Regions from separate parts of the Gossypium hirsutum genome. Here region 1 is linked to region 2. The links are chromatin contacts, called in public Hi-C maps. All regions are on one chromosome and are shown on one strand. The core of a region is the stretch at or near the end of the contact, and the rest is flanking DNA. Distances in the headings are between cores, read along the strand shown.

Region 1 (4,284 bases), core at 202-2,701, 37 kb before region 2:
TGTGGACGGAGGCAAGGTAATTTAAGAGCGCCCGATTTGTGTAAAAAGAAGTGGTTGCATGATCTGCGGCTACACCTGAAAGCTGGTGTGGGAGCTAAGCAAGTTTCCACACATGCCACACATTGAGGTTCATTGTTGAAATCTTTATGGTTTTCGATGAGTGCTAGTGGATGTGGGTGGCTGAAATGTTGGATCTCTTTGGCATCTTCAGAGTCTACAGTGGGAAGCAGGGCACATTTGACATGCAGATAGAAATAACATTTATGGCATCTGAACTCTATTCTGGAGATAATATCTTCACCGCATTTATCACAGCAGTGAGAGATACGAGTTGTGAGGAATAGGAGAGTGCAGGGATGGATGAGATGATTGATCAACTGTCGAGGAATGCTCGTCATGCAAGATTTATGAAGGAAAAACTTGCATTACGTGCAACCGTAGGTAGAAGAAGAAGAAGAAGAAGAAGAAGAAGAAGAAGAAGAAGAAGAACAGAGCTTTTCACAAATGGCACAGACAACTTCATGTTTTTGCAGGGTGGAATCAATAACAGGTTTTAAGGGATGATCAAAATGAGTGAAATGTTGAATGGTGTGTTCCTCATCTGAATATTCTACCATGGGCTTTAGGGCGCATTCCACATGCATGTTAAAACGACAACTTAACTTGCATTGATACTGATAGCGATAGTTTGAAGAGATTTCTCCAAAACAAGCATAACAATCTAAACAAAAATAATGAGAGAGCACAAGCGGGCATGGATGAAAGAAACTTTGAACCTCTGGTTTGAGCCTATCAAGACAAGATTTATGAAAAAAATACCTACAACGGTTGCAACCATACATCGGGGACCTATATGGAATCCTTACATGCATGGCACCAATGCCATATATTCCCGTTTTCAATGACCGACAAGGGGTGGTCGTGGATGACATGTTCAATCTCCATTTATGAAACAAACAACCAAAACACTTACATTTGTCAGCAATCCGCTCTTGCATTATATAACAACGGCCAGTCTAATTTCATAATATATAAGGGTAAACTACACTTGTTATCCCTGAACTTCGGTTAATATTACGTTTTGGTCACTCAACCTTTTTCATTTACATAATAACTATTAACGATAATGAATTGTTACATTTTTGCACTCATCCATTACCTCTTGTTAAATATAATGTTGTACCTTAATTTAAAAGGCTAATAATCAATTTGGCCCCTAAAATATAAATAAAATATTATTTTGATATTTTTAATTATTTTCTTAAAAATTATTTTATTTTTAAAAAATATTAAAAATAAATTGAATTGAATTATAAATAATTATTATAAAATTTTATATTAATATTTGTATTATTATATTAATATAAATATAAAATGAAATGAAATAAAACCCACCCCACCCATCCCTCTCCTCTCCCCCACCGTTGGTCCCCTCCCTCTCCCCACCCATCATCTTCCCCACCCGCCCTTTACCTCTTTCTCTCCTACCCTATCGTTGCGAGGCGGGGAAAAATTTATTTTTTAATATAATTATTTTATTTAATATTTATATTTATATAATATTTTTTTTAGTTTTTATAATAATTAATTTTTAATTTTTTTAAAAACTTTTTTTAGAATAATTATTAAGAAAATAATTAAGATATCAAAATAATATTTTATTTATATTTTAGGGACCAAATTGGTTATTATCCCTTTAAATTAATGTGCCACATTATCATTTTAACGGGAGGTATCAGATTAGTAGCAAAAATATAACAATTTGATAATGTTAATGGTTATTATATAATTAAAAAGAGTTGGGTGACCGAAATTTAATCTTGACCGAAATTAAGGGACAATGATGTAAAATTTGTCTCTTACTTAATGATTAATTTACTACAGATTCTATGCATAGCACAACATTGTAAGCAAATAAAACATTAAAGTGATTCCATGTTTTTAATTAATGGTTAAAGTTGATGATATTTGGAAGAAACGAATTATAACAAAAAAAAATATAAACAATGATTTGCAATAAATATCTTTTAGGTTGGATACAAAATATAAACATGGGATCAAATCAAAATAGAAGCTGTAATGTTGGAAGAATAGATACTTAGCTTGGTTTAGGTATTTTGAAGAGGAATCATGAAATTTTTCATTAAAATATCAAGTATAAATGATTTTATAGGGAAAGAGAAGCCTTAAATGTTTCTTTCTTGATTTCCTGCCTGGACCATCAAATCTATTGTTGTTGAATAAAAGTATCCATTTGTGATAATGAATTTGCATAGGGAAAACAACTACCAGAATCCAGTCCTTGCTTTCAAATGCATCTTTAACTAGGTTATTAACACCCACACTCCACCTCTCTAAAAACATGGCAAAAGCTGACTGATCACCATTGTTGACATCTTTTTAAGATGGCCTCCTATCATTGTTGAGTCAAATTATTTAGCTGTTATTATTAAACTTAATTAGGTTTGGATAAAATTTGATTTTATTAGAAAAATTTTTAAAATTTTACGTTATTTGAATTTTAAGTTGAATTTTACAATTCGAATAATGGATTGGTGTAAATACTTCTTTGATTCCTGTCAATTTTAAAAATGAGCAAATTGGTCTGTCTCAACAAAAATTACAAAAGAAAATTCAAAATAATTTTATAAATTTTAAAAATTTAAAAAAAAATATGAAGAATATATAAAGAAAGTTAAGAATTTAAAAAATTTCTAAAATAATAATCTTAAGTACGTAAATAAGTTAATTAATAATTTAAATTTATCATCCTAATATCTTATTTTTTATTATTTTGCTTTAATTTTTTTAAATATATATGATTTCAAATTTATATGCTCTAATATAGAATTAATTATATTATAACAAGATTTTAATTTGACATGTTTAATTTTTTAATCTAACTCAAATAATTTCACTCATTTCGACTCAACTCAAATTTCATCTCACTCAATTTAATTTAAAAAAATTTCAAATCAAATTAAAAAAAAAATAAGATTCATTAACTCAATTAAATAAAAAAATTTTACTCAATCCCATCCCACTCTTACTTTAGATTTAATAGCAATAGTTTTGATTTATCTGTTAACGGCGGAATCATTGAGGAGCCCATATTTTGCGCGACTGAATTTCTTTTATTTCTTTTTCATATGCCCATTAACGGTCAATTATGTTGCACATTGTTTAGCCCATAAATCCATCGAAATTTACACTTTGTTTGATTTGGAATATCCAAATATCATCCATCGCTAAATTTTGATATTTTTTCGTGTTATAATTTTAATGGAATGTAATTGTTGGGAAAATTATTTTACAATATTTAATATATATAAAAATATATTGATTAAAATCACAAGAATGTTATATTATTTAGTTCGATTTACTAAGTACTTTCTTAAAAATGTAATAATAATTTATGAATTTACCCTTATTAAATAAAAGATAATATTCATATATTTAATTTTTATAATAAACTTCTCTCGTAACAAATATTTGGATTAAATATTTAATAATAAATTTTAATTGATATTTAAAATTTTTTAATTTATAATGTTAATAGAAAGCAAAATTGTTTCAGATTTGTCTTACATATATTTTATAAATATAATAATGCATATTTTTGTATATAAAACTTGTAACAGCCTCTTCGACGAAGTCTTCGTATTTGGTTATTGTTTGGCGTATAGGTGGTAAATTAAGGATAGATTTGAACAAGTAAAGTATTTGTCTTGGTTAAGTATAGAATTATGTGTAATTCACCATTTAGCGAACTCTTAGTTTTGGTGAGTTTTTTGGTTTGACGGGCTCTTCTGTTAAGTATTCAACCACCTCTAATGCTTTGGGCGAACTTTTTAAGTTCGTAGTTGTTTAAATTTATTTAATATTTTAAAGTATGAAGATTTAGTTAGTCAAGTTAAAATTTAGTTAGAACTGAACTAAACTATTGTAGATGATAAGACCTAGAATTTGTTAAATACACTTAATCATGCAAATCAAGAGTCTTAGTGGAATTATCTGATTATTTTCACAATCTTGTCTTCGTTGCTTAAGTATATAAGGATAGCGGTGGTCTTTCTAAACATCTTTACGCTTTTTTTCCTCTTTTTTATTTTTATTTTCTCTAGGAGTCTCTAAAAACCTAAGTTTAGAAGATTTTCCTCGAAGTGAAGGTTTGCAGTGTCTAGCTAACTTCTACGTTAATATCAGCTCACTGGTAATTACTAATGAACCCTTAGGTTATCATCGAAGTCATTTATGTGTTTTTCATACTGCATGCATAGATGT
Region 2 (4,239 bases), core at 153-2,652:
TCTAACAAACTGTCCAACAAGATGGCTAACTGCATTAAAGAAACAGCCATTTATGAAGTCAAAACAAAAACCATCTCATGTGATTACCTCTACTTGTTGCGTTTAGCGGCACGTCTTCCTTGGCCTTTCTTTGGTGGTCCCTTACCACGTCTCTTCAACGATTCAAGCTTCGATAAGCGCTCTTCTTCTTCACGCGCCATGACATGCGGATCATCGTTCTTGATATCATACGGGTACCATTCTGCAACCTTGTCCCCGATGAGCTTTTTGCGTAAGATCTTATGGGGTGATCTCTGTCCCGTTGGGTTGAGTATCTGTCCAAATATTCTTGCTCGAGCTTCAGTGACCCCTACTACAACGGCCGAAGCCAACATTTTCTTTAAACCACCAGCACTCATCTTTCAGTCAATTCTGTTAAACGTTGAAAAGAAACTTCAAGAAAATTTCACAATCATGTTAATAAATCTTTCAGCAATAGCATACTGAAAATTTCAAAATATTTTAGCAAACAAGATGATCTCCCTCATAACCAGATTTAGGGCAGAAATTTTCCCAATTTGTTCTAAAACCAGAACAAAAATATATTTCCAACTATTTCTCATTCAATAGTATTAAATATTCAAAAGAAACTTTCAGCAAAAGCATCGAAATAATATTTTAGGAAACAAGATGATCTCAATTCAATCCTAACCTAACCTAATAACCAAATTTACAACTGATATTTCAACAACTAGTTCTAAACTAAAACAACAATCATAAAACTCTGTTCTTAACCATCTTGGTTCAATTCAAACATAAAAAAAAAACAATCAAATCCCAATCTAATAATCAAATAACCAGGTTCTAAAACCAAAACAACATTCTATAAACTATTCAAATCGAGGTTTCAAATAGTGCAGTTGCAGCCGCTATTTCGCGGTAGCAGAAAAATCCGCCGCCACCAAAAGACCTCCTCAATTCACATCAATAGCAACGAATCGCGGACACAAATAGCAATGAAACCAAAAAAAAAAAAACGGCGATAAAGGTCCGCCATTTCCACTAAACCGATACCTTTTAGAAAAAATTCTATTTCTCAACAAAGTAAACAGAGAAAGGAGAGTAACCAACAGCAGAATCGAAACCAGAAAAATCAAATATAGCAGAGTGATAAGAGTAGATAACTCAAAATCTCTCTCATGAGTCAAGTAGAAAGAAATGTGCAAGATAAATTTAGGGTTTCAAAAATTACCTTTTATCTAATTTACTGGTCTGTCAGAAACTTGAAGGTAAAGAGGGGGCTTAGGTCAGGGAAGGAGGAGGGGGAGGCTGTGACAGAGTGGTGGTGGCGGCAGGGGATATGTGAGTATAGATGAGAGTGGGCCGGGAATTTTCTTAAGCAAATTTTAGATTACTTGTTGAAAATATATTTTATCATTTATCATTTTCAAATTTTGAAAAAACAAACATACTACAATTGTGTGAAAAAAATCTAACGAAAATTTTTTATACAAACAAAAAATATTTAATTATTTATTATTTTCAAAAATATTTTTATTTATAAGAAGTAAAAATAATAAATAATAAAATATTTGTTTGTATTTAAATTTTTGGGTAAACTACCCATTAGTCACTAAATTATGGGTTAGTTTTCGTTTTGGTCACTTAAATAAAAAAAAAGTTATAATTTGGCCATTGAACTATTTGAAAACTTTTATTCAAGTCATTGAATTGTTCAAAAGTTTTTATTTAAATCACAGGCTACTATGTTTATTTTTTTTAAAATAAGTTTCACTTTTGAGCTCCAAGCGATGATTCAACGGTCCTATGGTGGATTAGTACCCAATGGCTAGTACAATAACATACTTTAGGTCCAAGTTGATATGATGGTCAGTGTCGGAGATCAGAGAAAAAAGTTGTTAGATTTTCGATTCACAAATTTGTGGCGTCCAAAATTATTTTGTGAAGAAAAAATTGAATTATAGAAGATATTGGAAAAGAGAGCTTTCCATTGATGCAAACAATAAGAATAGAGAAAGACATATAGTGTCGATTTTAATAGCAAAGTGTCTTAAATGAAAACTTTCGAATAGTTCAATGACCAAATTGTAACTTTTTTAATTAAGTGACCAAACAAAAAACATTACCTGTAGCTTAGTGACTAATGATGTAATTTACCTTAAATTTTTTTGTTTGATTTTTTTTCGCATAAAAGGTAATATGTTTGTTATTCAAAATAAGGGTGAGCGTTCAATCAAATTGAGTGAAAAATTTTTGAGTTAATCGAGTGGACGAGTCATATTTTATCATCCTAACTCAATTTGAAAATTTTCGAATCGAGTTAATTGAAATGAAATTCAAGTTGCGTAGAATCAAATGAAATTGTTCGAGTTAAATTAAGAAATTAAATATGTCAAATTAAAATCTTGTTTTATTATAACTAATTTCATGTTAGAGTACATAAATATTTGAAAAGTTTTTCAAAGTAAAATAAGAAAAAAATACTTTAATATGATAAACTTGAATCACTAATTAACTTATTTAAGTCCTCAAGATTATTATTTAAAAAAAATTAACTTTCTTTATATATTCTTTTTTAAATGTTTATAATTTTTTTAAAAAATATATATAATTTTTGGGATTTTTATAAATATTTTAAATTTTTGAAAGTTATTTTGAATTTTTTTTGTATTTTTTATCGAGAGAAAGACCAATTTGCTCATTTTTAAAATTAACAAGACCAAAGGGGTATTTACACCAATCTATTATTCGAATTATAGAACTCAACCCAACTCGAACTCGAAACTCGAATAACTTATTTGAGTTTACTTGAAAAAATCGAATAACTTGAAATTTAATTTTTTTAGATTATTTTGAATTGAATCAAATTTTACTCACCCTTTATTCAAAATAATAAAATTTTCTATATATTTCAAATAAATCAAGTAGATATAGTGGATATATGCGCGGGTAATATAGAAAACAATTATTTTTTGAATCAATCTAATATATATTCCTGATTAAATTACCAAAAAAATGTTGATTTTTTTCAAAATTACCGGAATAGGCCGATTTTTGGAATATTTACTGGTATAGGCCAATTTAGGGAAAACATTGCTAGCTAGAAGCATTTTTTCCTGTGTTATATTAGGGTGTTTAGGGTTGTTAGGGTTTTTAGTTTGTTAGGGTTTAGGGTTGGGGTTTTAAAATTTAAATTTTAACATAATAATTGTAATTATCAAAATCGATATTTAAAATATTTGTATTTAAACCAATCGTTTGTAGTCGTTTGTATCGAGCACTCCGTTTAAGTTGTTACCCGATAGGTCATTCCGTCGCAAACCAAAAGGTCGATCAACGTCGACTTGATTACACAACAACAATGGATATTTCGGGATAGGTCAAACCAACCGATGAAGATGCAAACTAGAAAACAAATATCCATTCCATTGTAATATGTAAACGCGCAGTTCTGTGAAATGATAACAAATATTAGCTTTCATTTTGTGAAATGGTAACAAATTACAACTTCAATTTTGTGAAATGATAACAAAAATCAACTTTAATTTTGTTAAATGATAACAATATTCTTCTAAAAACATAATAATAAAAATCATCAAAAAATATAAACGTTCGATACAACGATGAAATTAATCAGTCCAGATGTCGGTCAGAATCTGTGCCACATCAAAATGGTCAACGGTTGCACGCTATATTCCTTCTTGGTTCAGCCTCCGGGTAGGTTGTGGTCGTTGGGACTGTGGTCTCGGTAACTCCTCTTCTTTGCCTTGGTTTAGCCAGTGGCGCTGTGTTCTCTAATAAAAAAAATCATGTTATTTTCAGTGCCACGAACCTCACTGTCATAATAAATAATAACAATAATTTGTCCACTAATTTTCAACCAAATTATATGTCAAGAGAAATTCGAAACAAAAACATTATGCAAAAAATATAATGCTTCATATAAATATTAACACGAAAAATCAACTTATACCTTCCTTACAAACTTCTATTCTTCTGAACTTCTTCAATTTCTATTGCTCCAACTTATGCCACTAGAGGCTAAAAAATGAGTCATTTATAGCTCATTTATAGCCTAAAGAATAACATCCCACTCTTTTTTGTAAAATGCTCCGGATAATGGGGGTTGAATTTTGTAGAGGAAAAACGCTCCAAGCAGGACGCACTATCAGCAGAAGTACTGAAAAGGGCGTCCAGCTAGAAGCATTTTCAAGACTTTTGCTGATAGTGCATCCTGCT

The links. A called contact is a pair of places that touch in the nucleus more often than the background predicts.
Region 1: a contact with region 2 is called in a Hi-C map of leaf, with 6 times the contacts expected there. The contact joins the enhancer-like site here to the promoter of LOC107912756 in region 2. A contact is called at or near these places in 4 of 34 Hi-C or Micro-C datasets (all in leaf).

The regions. Positions count from the first base shown.
Region 1 is chrA11:22,816,043-22,820,326 of Gossypium_hirsutum_v2.1, reverse strand. The region is part of intron 3 of LOC107912757 (protein PLASTID MOVEMENT IMPAIRED 2); the gene reads right to left. Among protein-coding and RNA genes, the nearest start is that of LOC107912759, 9.2 kb to the left of the region's middle. Within about 2 kb of position 1,451, at least 1 of the 9 cell types and tissues checked has an H3K27ac peak or open chromatin away from gene starts, as enhancers often do. A contact at or near this core is called in leaf, where this site is marked.
Region 2 is chrA11:22,779,089-22,783,327 of Gossypium_hirsutum_v2.1, reverse strand. It overlaps LOC107912756 (mitochondrial 37S ribosomal protein S27), which reads right to left and starts at 1,402. Exons shown (of 2, transcript XM_041081365.1): 1 at 1,232-1,402; 2 at 1-432. The coding sequence starts at 398. The coding sequence ends at 90.